5 separate regions of the Mus musculus genome follow, and regions 1, 2, 4 and 5 are each linked to region 3. Evidence: chromatin contacts called from public Micro-C and promoter capture Hi-C data. All regions are on one chromosome and are shown on one strand. The core of a region is the stretch at or near the end of the contact, and the rest is flanking DNA. Distances in the headings are between cores, read along the strand shown. Region 1 holds the start of Cwc25 (CWC25 spliceosome-associated protein). Region 2 holds the start of Ormdl3 (ORM1-like 3 (S. cerevisiae)). Region 3 holds the start of Fbxl20 (F-box and leucine-rich repeat protein 20). Region 4 holds the start of B230217C12Rik (RIKEN cDNA B230217C12 gene). Region 5 holds the start of Lasp1 (LIM and SH3 protein 1).

What was found. Promoter capture Hi-C pulls out the DNA fragments that hold promoters and counts their contacts. A called contact is a pair of places that touch in the nucleus more often than the background predicts. Capture Hi-C pulls out chosen DNA fragments and counts their contacts.
Region 1: a contact with region 3 is called in a promoter capture Hi-C map of pancreatic islet. The contact joins the promoter of Cwc25 here to the promoter of Fbxl20 in region 3. A contact is called at or near these places in 11 of 39 promoter capture datasets (the C10 cell line, cranial neural crest, embryonic stem cells and 6 more) and 3 of 9 other capture datasets (adipose tissue, liver and pancreatic islet).
Region 2: a contact with region 3 is called in a Micro-C map of embryonic stem cells, with 2.1 times the contacts expected there. The contact joins the promoter of Ormdl3 here to the promoter of Fbxl20 in region 3. A contact is called at or near these places in 1 of 39 promoter capture datasets (erythroid cells), 1 of 484 Hi-C or Micro-C datasets (embryonic stem cells) and 2 of 115 datasets of contacts at active chromatin or transcription factors (large pre-B cells and memory CD8 T cells).
Region 4: a contact with region 3 is called in a promoter capture Hi-C map of adipose tissue. The contact joins the promoter of B230217C12Rik here to the promoter of Fbxl20 in region 3. A contact is called at or near these places in 1 of 39 promoter capture datasets (hippocampal neurons), 2 of 115 datasets of contacts at active chromatin or transcription factors (microglia and pancreatic cancer cells) and 1 of 9 other capture datasets (adipose tissue).
Region 5: a promoter capture Hi-C map of embryonic stem cells shows a contact between it and region 3. The contact joins the promoter of Lasp1 here to the promoter of Fbxl20 in region 3. A contact is called at or near these places in 11 of 39 promoter capture datasets (3T3-L1-derived adipocytes, the C10 cell line, cranial neural crest and 6 more), 1 of 484 Hi-C or Micro-C datasets (embryonic stem cells) and 5 of 115 datasets of contacts at active chromatin or transcription factors (the SCID.adh cell line, embryonic stem cells, large pre-B cells and 1 more).

The regions. Positions count from the first base shown.
Region 1 is chr11:97,765,352-97,768,189 of GRCm38.p6, reverse strand. It overlaps Cwc25 (CWC25 spliceosome-associated protein), which reads left to right and starts at 1,577. Exons shown (of 10, transcript NM_026186.4): 1 at 1,577-1,765. The coding sequence starts at 1,748. It also overlaps the pseudogene Atp5l2-ps.
Region 2 is chr11:98,585,986-98,588,685 of GRCm38.p6, reverse strand. Ormdl3 (ORM1-like 3 (S. cerevisiae)) reads left to right here and starts at 1,441. Exons shown (of 4, transcript NM_025661.4): 1 at 1,441-1,558.
Region 3 is chr11:98,148,223-98,150,953 of GRCm38.p6, reverse strand. Fbxl20 (F-box and leucine-rich repeat protein 20) reads left to right here and starts at 1,338. Exons shown (of 15, transcript NM_028149.1): 1 at 1,338-1,638. The coding sequence starts at 1,597.
Region 4 is chr11:97,839,689-97,842,388 of GRCm38.p6, reverse strand. It overlaps B230217C12Rik (RIKEN cDNA B230217C12 gene), which reads right to left and starts at 1,254. Exons shown (of 3, transcript NR_169086.1): 1 at 1,160-1,254; 2 at 813-915; 3 at 1-205.
Region 5 is chr11:97,798,190-97,800,937 of GRCm38.p6, reverse strand. It overlaps Lasp1 (LIM and SH3 protein 1), which reads right to left and starts at 1,373. Exons shown (of 7, transcript NM_010688.5): 1 at 1,076-1,373. The coding sequence starts at 1,144. n-TCgca51 (a tRNA gene) reads left to right here and starts at 1,961; the gene lies at 1,961-2,032.

The DNA.
Region 1 (2,838 bases), core at 328-2,827, 380 kb after region 3:
CAGGGGTTGGGGGAACCAGCTCAACCTTGGTGTAGTGCCAAAATGTGGCCAATCGAGGCTTCGAGTAAGTCACGGCAGCGGCTACCATCGACGGTGCCTTCTCCGCGAAGTTACGGATGAACTTGGCCATGGTCTAAGGTGGAAGGTATGTCTCCCCGAACCACCGGCTGAATTTGTTTTGTTTTTCAAGACAGGGTTTCTCTGTGTAGCCCTGGGTGTCCTGGAACTTACTTTGTAGACCAAGCTGGCCTCAAACTCAGAAATCCACCTGCCTCTGCCTCCCGAGTGCTGGAATTAAAGGCATGTGCCACCACGACCAGCTCGGAGCCAGTGTTCTTAATGGCTGAGCCATCACTCCAGTTCTTTAATTCTAACAACTCAAAAATAAAAACACAAGGGCTGGCGAGATGGCTTGGTGGGTAAGACAACTGACTGCTCTTCAAAAGGTCCTGGTGGCCGGGGGTGGGTGTGGGGGGGTGGGTGGTGGCACACGCCTTTAATCCCAGCACTCAGGAGGCAGAGGCAGGCAGATTTCTGAGTTCGAGGCCAGCCTGGTCTACAGAGTGAGTTCCAGGACAGCCAGGGCTACACAGAGAAACCCTGTCTCTGAAAAACCAAAATAAAAAAGGTCCTGGTGACTCACAAACTCATCCATAATGAGAACTGATACCCTCTTCTGTTGTGTCTAAAGACAGCAACAATGTACTTATTTATATATAAATCTTTTCTTCTTCTTCTTCTTTTCTTTTCTTTCTTTCTTTCTTTCTTTCTTTTTTTTTTTTTTTTTTTTGAGACAAGGTTTCTCTGTGTAGCTCTGACTGTCCTTGGAACTCACTCTGTAGACCAGGCTGGCCTTGAACTCAGAAATCTGCCTGCCTCTGCCTCCCAAGTGCTGGGACCAAAGGCGTGTGCCACTACTGACAGGCCCATAAATAAATCTTAAAAAATAAAAATAAAGACACAAGCTGGCTATAGTTTAGCAAGTCTGTAATTCCAGCATTCTGGTGACAGAAGCAAGTGGTATAGATCTGAGTTCAAGGCCAGCCTGATCTACACTGTCCCCAGATAGCCAGGGTTTTACATAGAAAGACACTGTCTAGGAAACAAAAATAAATAAAATAATAAAAATAGGTATTTCCAGACCAGAATGATCTCAAACTTTGTGCCAGAGCTGGCCAGTTTCCATCTACCAAGCGTGGGAGATGACTGGGGGTGTGCCATGACATCTGGCTTTTGGGATTTTGTTTGATAGCATCTATTTCTATAAAACATGCCGGGAATGAGGGAGCTGGCCGAAAAGCTGGTTTGGAAACCCTGGTGTAGCGGTGAGATGGGGAGGCGGCCTAAGTTGGCAGATACTGAGGTCTTACACTGTCTCGCTTCTACGGCAGAGCCCTGATGCGTTGCCAAGGCAACAGAACCCGCCTATGGCTTTTCAACAGTTGGGGCCAGGGGCTTACGTGAGGCAACCAAAAAGAGGCCACCAAAACTGACGGAGGGTAGAAAGTACTTGCGACTCTAGGTTCACGTAGACTTAGCGCTCATACCAAACGTCATCGAGCCGAGACGCTGACGCAGTCATATGACACCACCCCGGAAGTGCGAGCTAGAGCGGGCGGGGAAAAGGGCAGCTGGTTCCTGTAGGGATTAGGTCCCGAGAGGCCGTCTCTGAACTGTTTCCCTAGGTTTCCTCTCTGCCTTCGCTGAATCTTTCAGGTCCACAGACTGAAGAACCGTCTCCACCATCATGGGAGGCGGAGACCTGGTAAGTGCTAGAGGCCTGGGCAGCGACGACTGAGCCCGAGACCCACAGGCGCCGGGGTGGGGTGAAAGTCGGGGGTAGCAGTCGGTAACCCTGGTAATGAAGTCTTGATTTCAGCACAAGGGGGTGATAAACATGGAGAGGGAGCGGATGGTGAAGCCCACAGAGGGACTGAGATGAGCCTCGGGAAGATGTGCGGCGAGGAATGTTTGCTGTTGTCAGGATTTGCTGATTCGGGGGCTTCCCGGGGGCTCCCAGGAAGTCTAAGGTTAGGGAAGGGACAGTTGAACTCATGGTATGGAAGGAGGTAGATCTTGGGCACGTAGACTTTATTTTGTGTATGTTATCTTCGGACATAGCCTCCCCTGCTCCCCCTTTTTTAGCTAGGAGTTCACAGTTGTATCCTGGACCTGGACTGTTGAAAGGGTGGGCTTCAGTCATTTCCCATCCTGAGCTGTGCCGTTTAGAGGCGTCCATTTCAAATCTTTTCCATCTTTGTTTCCTTCCTTACATCAGTGTTTTGCTTTGATGTGTAGTGAGGAGGCAGCTTTCTTCGGTATCGGTAACACTTTTTTTTTTTTTATGTTAAGTGGCAATTGCTCTTAAGTCCTGTAGTTCGTTTGTGGGGAAGGAATGCCTTAAATAAGGCAGAAATATCCAAGAAGCAGAGAGCTAGATTAGGACACTATTGATCTTCTCAAAGTGAAGGTAATTGAATCAATAAGTACATCAGTTTGGGTATCTGTCCACTAAGCTGAATTTGCCGGGTGTCCTTAATTGGATCAAGTTGCAGGGCTCCATCAAAGTTAGTCTAGTTTAGTATGTGCTTCATGTAACTGTCTATTATGGACAGTGCATTAGTTTACTTCTGTAATAAAACCAAGATCAAAAGCAACTGTCGGAGGAGAAGGCTTCTTGCATCTTACAGGTTATAGCCCATCATTAAGGCAGCTCAAGTTGTAACCCAGAGGCAGGAACTGAAGTAGAAACCATGGAGGGATGCTGCTTACTGGCTTGCTTCTCTTGCCTTACTCAGCTTCCCTTGTTTACACAGGTAGACCACCTACCTAGGGATG
Region 2 (2,700 bases), core at 192-2,691, 440 kb before region 3:
GGGAGTGTGGAAGTGTGGGGGTGTCTCTGTGAGGCTTCTTCAGTCTCACAGAGGCTGAAGGACGGTTAGTTAGATGTTCGGATCTGAAGGGCCCCTGCCTCTGGAATACTTGAGAAGCTGCCCATTTTTACTTCTCAGGGTAAGTCAGATAGATATACACTCACTCCTGGCTTCCAGGGCTCCGCCTCCGGCCGGAGACAGCTATTCCTCCCCGCCCCCACCCCCTCTGGCAGCTCCCTGATGATGGGCGGGTCTAAGGAAAAAGCTCCCCAGGTTGTCCGGGCAGGCCTTCTCCTTCCAGTCCTCGCATGTTCAGTCCGTCGCGCATATACAGCCAGCCAGGCTGGCATCTGTTACGTCATCTATTCCTGTCATTCCAGCCTTGCCAGGGTTTATGGGCACGAGACTGAGAAGGTGGGCGGGGGAAGTAGAAACAACTAAAAGGAGGCCCTCTATTGTTGACGTGGAAAGTGGGAGTGACCTAGGAGAGCCAAAGAACACTCTAGTTGCGTTCCTACAAGATAAGAAGTGCTTTGTATGACATTCTTTTGAAATATCAAAGCAACCTTGGGAGTAAGTTTTGACAGCTGTAAAACTGAGATTAAGACAAGTCATTTGTCCAGGCTTACTCTGCCAATAAAGATGTACATACACTATATGTACCTAGCAATAAAGTCTGTGCCCTTCTTTTCAGAGCTTCCAGACATGAAAGTTGCAGAAATGAGGCTCCCTACCTAAAGCTACACGTATTAACCTCAGACAGAAGCTCAAAGCTCCTCACGTTAGTAAGGTCTCGTCCTATGACATAAATCCTATTTTATACCTGATGTAGGGAGGAGATCCAGGAGTGGCCAGACCTACACCAGCAAGGATTAAGCATAAAGACTAGGTGGGCCAAAGATGCCCACAGGCTCCTGTCTCTACCCTGAACACATGTACCCAACTAAAGTCCTGAAAAATGTAATCCCGGGAGTGAATGGGGCTCCTTCGGGGCAAAGGGTAGTGTTTCTCGGCTTCTGGAGATAATCCGGGGCCCAGGCAGCGACGGTTAGGAAAAAACCAAACCAAAACAACCTCTGCATTTAGGGTCAGGCTATCTTAGCAGGGCCTTAATGCAGGTTACTTAAAACTCTTAAGTCTTCGACTACAAGATGGGACATGGACAAACCGCTTGTGCAACACGTGAAGGGCGCAGATGCAAAAGCTACAATTGTTAACGCACCAAAGAGACAGCATCTGATCTCACTATTGCGTCAGGGTGGGACGTTCTGCGGGGTGCCAAAGCTCGCGGTGGGATCAAAAGCTAGACCAGGGAAAAGCCTACAACTCCCAGGAGGCGCCGGGCGGGCCGGTGAGGAGGCAGCCTAGAAACTACACTTCCCAAGAGGCACAACGTGATAGGCGCGTGGTAGTGACGTCACCGCCCCGGCTCGGGGAGCTGATTCGGCCAGAGCTGCCAGCGGGGTAGCCACCGCCGCTGGTTTGTTACAGCTGCTGGAGCGGCCGCGGCCCGGGTTCTCGGGCTCTCTCCCGGGCCCTCGACCTCCAACCCCGCGCGGTGAGTCCAGACGGGTGGCATCGGAGTGGTGAAGCCCGAAGGCTCCACGGGTTGGAGAGCCGGGAGAGAAGGCTGCTGCTGGGGAGGCGTCCGCGCAGGAGGAGACCTGAGCTGGGTGGCTGGGGGTGGAGAGTGCGTGCATCAGGCGAAGGAGTGCCAAAAGAGGAAAGTGGGAGCAGGGGGCCGGGGGTGATAATCCGGGAGGAGCGCTGCAGCTGGGGGTGGGAGGCGGGGAACGGCTGGACTTAAGGGATAAAGGTTTGGCTGCCTCCAGGGTTGAGTGAATGCGTGGAGATGGGGGTTGGGCCCCGAACCCGGCCAGACTGCTAGTGCGAGGTACCAGGCTGCAGAGCAGAAGCGGGAGGCCCCGTGGAAGGAGTTCTCATACACATACTCCCAAGATATCGAGGACACCGTTCCCTCGCTCCTGACTCGTGGAGGCTTGCTTTTTTTTCCACACCCACTTTCCTGAGTCCAGGAGTCGGGCTGGCGAGGACAACCGTGGTTCTGCAGATTGAGGGTGGGCCGAGTGGAAGCGACATTGTGTGTTGCATGAACTCCCTCTTGGGATCCCTTGGGAACAGGTTTGCTGTATAAAGGGCAAGTCTTAAACTGGGGAGGGATTTGGGAAGTGCTTACCGGATGGTTAACGCCGCGGGGAGGGGGGGAAGGCGGGAGGGAGGAGATGGGGGTGGTAATCTGGTCTTGGCATGAGTGTCTGACAGACTGGCTTGGGCCTGCATGGAAAAGAGGCAAAGAGCTATACCATAGCCAAAAGTTTAAAAAAAAAAAAAGTGGTTAACAGGACGGAGTTGCTTCAGGCTCTGATTTGAGGCAGATTATGAAATCACACCAGCTACCTGCCAGTTGTGGTAGCAGTTTTCAGTCTGGTCACCCCAGACCTTTCTGCCCCTGCCAGTCTCCTATTTCTTCACTTCTGGGAGAAAGGTCAGTTGTGTCCTAATGGAAATACACAAAGCCACAGGAAAGTCTCAGGAGTACTTTTGGGAGGATGGTGAAAGAGGGTGCAGCAGTCTCCTGAAGTTCCTAACCTGCTTTAAAAGACAACTAGCACTTAGGCTTTAGGAAGACAGTTCCCGTGGGGTCACCTAGGCTCTCTTAGATGCCCTGTTAGAGCCAGA
Region 3 (2,731 bases), core at 89-2,588:
CTTTTTCAAGTTCTAAAACTAAGTAGAAAAGGTCTGACGACAAACTCGTAATTGCTTTGAGCATAAAATTGGAAGCAGTATTAAGGTCTAATTAGGACGGCTGGGATTTATGGTAGTTTTTAATATTTCAGGTTTGGTACATTTTGTAATGTCTCTGACGGAGCAATTTCACTCTCGGTTGTTTCATAATTCGTGGAAAATAGGTCATAGATTTTGGAAGTCTTGAAGGCTGGAGTTAACAAAAAGATGACAGACTACCTTTTATACTAGGAGCGAAATCCAATGGAAGAGTTTCCTATGGGCAACCGCCCCCGCCTACTCGCTCCTACATGCTTGTTTCTCCCGCCGAAATGGCGTCACGCCGTGGCTCTCACGAACCAGCTCTCCGATTGGAGGGTGAGCAGCCGCTGCAGCCCATTGGGCGCCAGCGGCCGGAGGGGCGGGGACGCCAATGGCCCTTGTGCCTTGCCCGCCCCCACCCGATTGACGCCAGCCCCTCCCCCGGCCCAAGGAATGGGTACTGGGCTGGGGCATTGCACCCCCTGATCCCGAGGTGTAGCCTCGCTGCCAGCTCCTGTGCAGAGCTGGCGCTACGTCCTCCTCTTAGCGCAACCAGCTCCTGCCTTCTGGAGCCTGGCACTGAGAGCCATCCGCCCCGCAGGGGCCCCCCAGGCCTCCCTGCAGCACCCCGTAATGCAATTCACCGGGGTGGGGGAGGCGGCGGCAGCACCTACGGCGGCAGCGGCGGCGGCACTGCCCCAACCTAGAGACGTCTAGAAAGAGGAGGAAAATGGCTCCGAGCAGGGACCGCCTGCTGCACTTTGGGTTCAAGGCGACAGTGAGTGATAGAGGACGGGAGCTGGGTGGTCAGAAAGACGTGGGTGCCAGCTCAGGCCGCCGGGGAAGTGATCAGATCAGAGCTGGGGACCCTAGGCTGAAAGCTCAGGTTCCGCGTGGGTCGCTACGTGCCAGTGAGCCCTCGCAGTGCTGGAGGGGATCCGGTGATGTTCCTGTCCCTGTTCTGCTCTTCTCGCCGGTCCGCGGGCACGCGCGCACTCGCACCCGCCCCACAGCACACACACCGTGCCCCCCCCCCCCACGCCCGCGCGCGCACCGAAGCAGGCGCGCACTTGGGCACTTCCCTGCTTCTCCTTGTCCTGGTGGGCTGGCGCCCGGTCACCCCACGTTCCAGGCGCTCGCGGGCTCACCGTCCGGGGCTGCGCCGGGTGGGGGAGGGGTGGGCTCGCGCCGCCGCCGCCGAGCGCTCCTCCCCTCCCCCGACGTTCCGAGGCCCGGGCGGCTCTGCCCAATGAGGAGCGGCGTTGCTGGCAGGTGGGGAGTGTTTTTGTTTTGGGTTGAAGTTGAGGCTTTGGAGAGGACCGAGCTAGCGACTGGCAGTCGTCGCGGCCGCGGACGCCGCGGGCGGTGGTGGAGGCCCCCGCGGGACTCGAGCGGTCGCTCCTCCGCGTCGGCCGGGCGAGCCTCGCCTTGCTGCCGCCGCCGCCTCCCGCTCCCGGAACTCCGGGGCCTGCCCTGGCCCCTATCTTTGCACTCCGCACGCCGCAGCGCCCTGCCCGGGCCGCACCCGCCGGCCCCATGAGGAGGGACGTGAACGGAGTGACCAAGAGCAGGTTTGAGGTGTGAGCTCGGAGGGGTCTCGGGCGGCGGCGAAGGCCAGCTCTCGCACCCCAAACAGTAGCTCGACCGGAGCCTCCTCCCTTGTGCGGCCCGCCACCCGCCCCCGATGCGGCCGCCGGCGTCCTCCCCTGCTTGCGACCCGCAAGCCCCGCGCACCGGCTTGCCTCGCCTTCCGGGAGGTTCGCCTGCTGCCCCTTCCACCCGCGGGCCCTGGCCGGGATTAGCCCTGGCGCCCTAAATCCCCCCTCCCCCATAACACCCAGCTTCCCATTCTCTGCCCAGCCCTTGGCTAGCCTCCTTCCACCACGCAGTGAAAGCACTCAGTCCCCGACTGGCCAGCGCCTGCTGCCTTCGTGAATCTCCACCCGAGCGGGAATCGATTAGTCCTCGGTGGAAGTAGGAAGTTGGGGGTGGTAGTAAACTGGGACGATAGAGGCGACTGTGGGGTTTTCGTGCTGTTTGGATATTCTAATACTTCCTCTTCCCCGTGTAGTCTAATACTTTTGTGGTTCATTGTTTATTGGGAACTTAGATATCTGTTCCGAGAATGCGAGGAAGGTCTGAGAGCCTTCGGAGAACCCATTCCTGGTTTGTTTTGTTTTGTTTTTTTGTTTTGTCTTAAGTTTGTCCTCTGAAAAGGAGGTTTGTAGTCTTGGAATGGAACCGTACATAGTCAGAAAGATCTTTAAAAGCGAGTTCACGACTGAGAAAGGGATTCCTTTGGGAAGTATCCTAAGTACTGGTGAAATGAAATACAGTAGTTTGGAGATGTGCTGGAGGTTTCATTGGTAGGCCGAGAGACAAAGAAACTTACACAAGAGAAAATGTTACCTGGCCTTTTCTGGCAGAGGCTCAGGCTGACTGACCTGTGCTGGGCCCAGGCTCAGTGTTCATCTCACTTGCTGGCTTCCTGTCTCCTCTCTCTTGTTGTATTTTTAACACCCAGTGTTTCCCTTCAGCTCCCTTTAAAAGATAAATTTGAGACAAAAAGTTTGTGGGCTTCGGGTGAAAGTCTCACCTAGGGGCGAAACTTCTGTATAGTCTTAGTATTTCTTGAAAAAGTATTTATAGTTATAAAGTTAAGGTAGGAGGG
Region 4 (2,700 bases), core at 5-2,504, 310 kb after region 3:
GTCCCTGTCTACAGCTCAATCGCATGCAGCAGCTGCCAGTGGCTGGCATTCTTGGACTAACTCCTGATGTCCCCAGGAGTGCCCCTGCCTCACAGAATGCCTTCGTGCCAAGGGTCAGCCACATCCGGATACACTGGAAGAGATCAGTTGGGCCTCAGGATTGCTGCTGGTGGTGAGAGGCCTCTTGCTGGACCCGACACAGGAGCTGTGGGAAACCCAAAAACAATGGTCAGCTGCAAACTGCAGCAGGGGTACCCCTACTGGTCAGGAACTAGCAGGAGTTCTGAGAATCCTCCCCATTCCTCTACACAACTGGGGAAAGTGGGCATCTCCCTCACCCCTTACCCCAAGTAGGTTTCATTTGCTATTTTTTCTCAAGTGGGAGTTAATCACTAGTGAACTAATGAATGCAGTTATGGCGCAGCAGTGAATTAATGAATACAATTATGCCAGCAGATTTGAAAACTGCCTTGTCCACACATAAGGATGTACTGTAGTCATTGTCAGGAGAGAATGGACAACTTGGTTTTGCATCTACCTGGAAGGAAATTAGGAAATAATAGTCTGTCCCCCTCCACCCCCCAGCACACTCCCTCCCATCCTACCTAAAACCTAGTGCATTTTATTTATATTTATTTATTTACTTATTTGTAGTGATGTTTATTTTTAAGAAATAACATTTTAAATCAATTCCCAAAGAAAGCTGGCCTTTCTTATTCTTTTCACATTGATCCAAGAAATGCTACGTCAATGTGTATGACAAATAGATACAAAAACAAGCTTTCTTTTCATTTTTTTTTTTTAATCAATACCCGAATAATGACCAGAAGCAAAACTCCACCGGTGCGTCAGCAAGCAGGATGCTCGGCCCTTCAGCTCCATCCTTCCCCTCGCAGCCCCTGCAGCGCCAGGCCACTAGAGAAGGTAAATTATGTAGGACAGAACCACCAGGCCTATGATGGCAAAGAACATGAGGATGAAAATATCCAGCATGGCTCAGTACAAGCAGAGGAGTCCCCTCGATTCCGGGGAAGTGGGAGCTGCAAGCGTGGAGGTCGGTCAGCGCGGAGAAATGGCTCCTCTTCCCTCCCGCTTCCTGTTCCCTCCCCCTCCCGGGGACCTGAAGCTAAGGGATGCTGCAACCCCATCAGCAACTTACTCTCCACCTCCACCATCACGGCCAGCCAATCACAAAGTCCACGGTGGGTAACCAGGGAACAGCTACTTTTAGACCAGGCAAAACCGGAGAGGTTTAATTTCTTCCCAGGAAGCCAGCCCCGCCCCTTTGTGTGGAAAAAAAAAAACAAAACAAAAAAACCGCTATCTCTATTTAGATACAGTTTCTGCACTGAGTGGGCTGCTCCGGAAGGTGTGAGCGGAGGATCTCTACAGACTCCTTAGGAATGGATTTTTCTGCCTTCCTTTTTCCTTCTCCCTCTCACACATCTCTGGTAATCTATCTCAGAAGACAAATTGTTGCCAGTTTTGTGGGCCATTACCTAGTTCAGAGAACATAGAGGAAGGTCTCATGTGAGTCTCAGGAGGCGAGGGGTGGGGGTAGGGCGACCCTGGGCATGGATCTGAGTTTTCTCACTGTGCTGGGGGTCATTTCAACCAGTCTGAAGTCTTTTAAAGCCTGAGCTCAAGGGTGGTCAGGAGCTTGCGTGATAAATTTAACAACTTGTCAATAGGGGGCAGGAGTCAAAGCGAGCCTCTCACATTCCACCAGACGCTGGCTTGCCTTGTTGGTCTGGGAGATCCTCAGAGCCCAAGCTCATTTGTGTCACATGAGGTCTCTCCTTCCCTTCTGTGGTGCCAGTTTCCCCCGTTTGTTTTCTCTGGATCTTCTGAATTTACCTCGTGTCGTCATCAGAGAAAACAGCAAAAAACCCACTCACACCCGCTCCTAGTGTCTAGAGATGCAAATCCAAGCATGGTTTTGTTGTTTCTTTTTGTATTATTATTAATTATTGTTGTTGTTTTATTTTGTCTTGAGGGAGTCTCAGTTAGCCCAGGCTGGCCCTTGACTGGATTCTCCTGACTCTACCTCTCAGCCTCTGAGCACTGCCATTACAGCTGGCTTTCATGTGGTTTCTTCTGAGGGACCGAATCTTACAAAAACTCAATGATAGGGCTCAAGGGGTAATGGTGTTGTACACCAAACCTGAGGACCTGAGTTCAATCCCTGGGGCCCACAGTGGAAAGACAAGGACTCCTTTCTGTTAGTTGTCCTGTGATGTCCACACATGCCCTTTGGTGTACACACACATACATAAACAATCACATTAAAAAAAAAAAACCCACACCCACTGCGATGTATTTTGATTCTTTCTGCTTTGTGTTGTGTACCAACTGTTTATTAAAAAGGAAAGGATTTCTATAGGTCAGTTTCTAAGGTCTGGCATTCTTAGACTCTCCCCAAATATTTTCTTTGAAGGGTCTAGACCTTGAGATCTTAATAACCCCCTTTCTTTTTTCTTTTCTTTTTTTTTTTTTTTTTTTTTTTTTTTTTTTTTGGTTTTTTGAGACAGGGTTTCCCTGCAGCCCTGGAACTCACTTTGTAGACCAGGCTGGCCTCAAACTCAGAAATCCACCTGCCTCTGCCTCCCGAGTGCTGGGATTAAAGTCGTGCACCACTGCGCCCGGCCAGTAACACCCTTTCTAACAGGAACTTAGTCCACTCTCAAGAGGGGAGCCCTC
Region 5 (2,748 bases), core at 124-2,623, 350 kb after region 3:
AACGGGTTGTCTTAGACTTTATGGGGTTCAGAACAAGGCAGAAGGGTCCCATCTCAAACTGTACCGGAAACACCCAGATCTACCCTTCAGTCCCCCTTGCAAAAGTGTAATGGCAAACAGATGATCGGGTCCAGCCTGGGCCGGGGGATGCGTAAGAGCCCCTAGGGGCCAGCTGATTTCCAGAAGGCTACCCCCCTCCTCTTAAAAAACTCCTTTTCGTCTGCTTCCTCAGAACTCGGCCAATCCCACCCTCCATCGGAGAAAACAGCTCTGAAAAGTTAGCTCTTTGTTCTCTAAGCTGGTCTCCAGGCTGAGCACAATTTCAGATCTCCAAGAAGCGTCCTCCCCACTCCCTACCCCGCCCAGCTCCGACTGGGCAGCCGATCACCCGGAGTGGCTTGCAATTTGAATTGGGGGTTGGGGAAGCTATGAAGGAGGTCTGCGGGTTCCCCAACCACAAAAAAAGCAAGGAGGGGACCAGCAGGTCGTTCAAAAAGAGGGGGTCTCGCAGTGAGATTCCGGCGCTGCCCCTAAATCCCTTTCACCACAATTGACACTCGCTGGACGAAGGACCCGACGCAGCTTCCAAGCCAGGAAGCCAGGCTACCGGCAGCCCAAGCCGGGCGGGTAGCGCCGGCCCCAGCCTCCGCCCCGCCCCCGCCGCCCCCTCCCCCCAGCGCCCCGCGCTTCCGCCTACTTGGCGCTGGCCGCCGCGGGGAAAGGGAGCGGCCGTCTCCCCTCTCACTCCCGGCCCGGGGGGCGGGACTGCACCTCTAACCTCCTGCACACACCCGGGGAACCCGGTTCCCTGGTGCTCTTCCGCCCTTCCTTCCAGCCCTCCTAACCTCGATGCACAGAGGCCACCCATCTCCAGCGGTGGCTGCTCACCACCTCGCCTTGGACCTCCCAGGTTCCAGACTGGGGTCTGTCCCCACACCCCAAGTCGCCTCCCGCCTTCCTTACCTGCTCTGGGGAGCGCAGGGAAGAGCCCGCAAAGACCCGGCCCCTCTTTCCTCCCCTGATGGAGAGCTGCACTAGCACTGGCTAGCTCGCAGCGCCCGGTACCCGAGCTCACCTTATCCAGACAGTTCACCTTCTCCGTGGGGTACACGATCTTGCCGCACCGGGCACAGTTAGGGTTCATGGTTCCGGGGAAAGACTGGGGCGGGGACGCCCGTATTCGCGCGCGTTCCCTTTTCCTTGGGCGAGCTGGTGGGAGGCGGCGGCTGCAACTGTGCAGGCGACGGCGACTGGAACTGGGGAACTGGCCTCCGCCTCCGCCCTCCTTCCCCTAATAAACACAGTGGGGAGGAGGGGCTGCACTGGCTAGGGCGGGGACGCGCCTCGGGCGCGGAAAGAGGCGCGCGCGACCAGGCGCGCTCCCCGGGCGACGTGGGGCTGCGTGGGGGCGGGTTCCAGGGAGGACTGCGGGACGGGAGTGCAGGAGCCCCTGAGCTCTCGGGGTGCACGTGCCCCTGGGCTCCGCGACCGAGGACGGGCCCGGGCCATGGCCCTTCCCGCGCTGGAGAAACAGACGCGAGTGTGGCAGAGCCCGATTTCCCATGAGAGGGGGCAACCCCACGCACCCGACGATGGTGGGGATAGTACAGATTCTCTAGACTGGGGGACTTTCCTTAAACCCGTGGGTCCCCAGCATCAACCTGCGGGGAAACCACCCCTTGCCCCGCCCCGCCCCCCAGCTAGTTCCCTTCCCGCCCACATCCTCTCCCACATAGGTACCTGTCCCTTTCCCTTTGGACTCAGCACCTCCGTACGTTCACCCTCCCCGCCCCTCTGCGCTGCAGCTTTCCCATGGATTCTTCGGATTCAGGCATCCTCTGCTTTCAGCTTGGCCGCCTTTGCTCTTCCATTCTTTTCTCTTGCCCCTATTCTACCTGTGTAGCAGCTGCGACAGCATCTTAAGACTGAAAAGAGATTGCTTCAAGCTGCGCGTCGGTGCGGGGGTATAGCTCAGTGGTAGAGCATTTGACTGCAGATCAAGAGGTCCCTGGTTCAAATCCGGGTGCCCCCTCAGAGTCTTTTCCTCTCTTCAATGACAATAAAAATACGTTTCAATACAAGTATGATCTTGATTCGACCCTGGGTCATTAAAACAGGTAAAAAGATAAAGGCCACTCCTCCTTTTAAATCTGAGCAGAAAAGCCTTCGTTTTGCCTCGTACCAAGCAGAAGTTGCACGACTTTATTTGATTGGCGCCAGAGTCCTGGAGATTTCTGCCCATGGTATGCTTGTGAATTTGAATTGGATTGTTCCACACTTTGGGTTCGGAAGCCAAGGTCACTCCCCAGGTTGACGGTGTGTGTCCGTTGAGGGTCAAGGGTCAATCAAAAAAGGGAAACTTGCGGACATAGCCCTTCTCCAACCTAAGCTTTCCTTTCCCTTTTTCGTTTCATTCTATGATCCTTATTATTCTATATCCTCACGTTTCATTGTGACTTGGTGACGTGGACCGAGTAAAAGCGCTCCGAGACCGTGAAACCGGGAGGAGCACTCGTCAGCTCCCTTCACTGCAAAAGAACAAGACCCCAAAGCCAAGTAATATAAATGAATGCAGTGGTTTTCACAACTTGTGCGTGCTCTAGAGTGACCTGGGGGAGGGGGGGGCTCATTAAAACGTCCCCAGTTTCCGATTGTGTAGATGCTGAGGAAGGCCTTGGCAGTTAGCTCTTTGGCGGATTTGTCAGGTAAATCATTCAAGGACGCAAGGACCGCTCTTTGAGGATCACC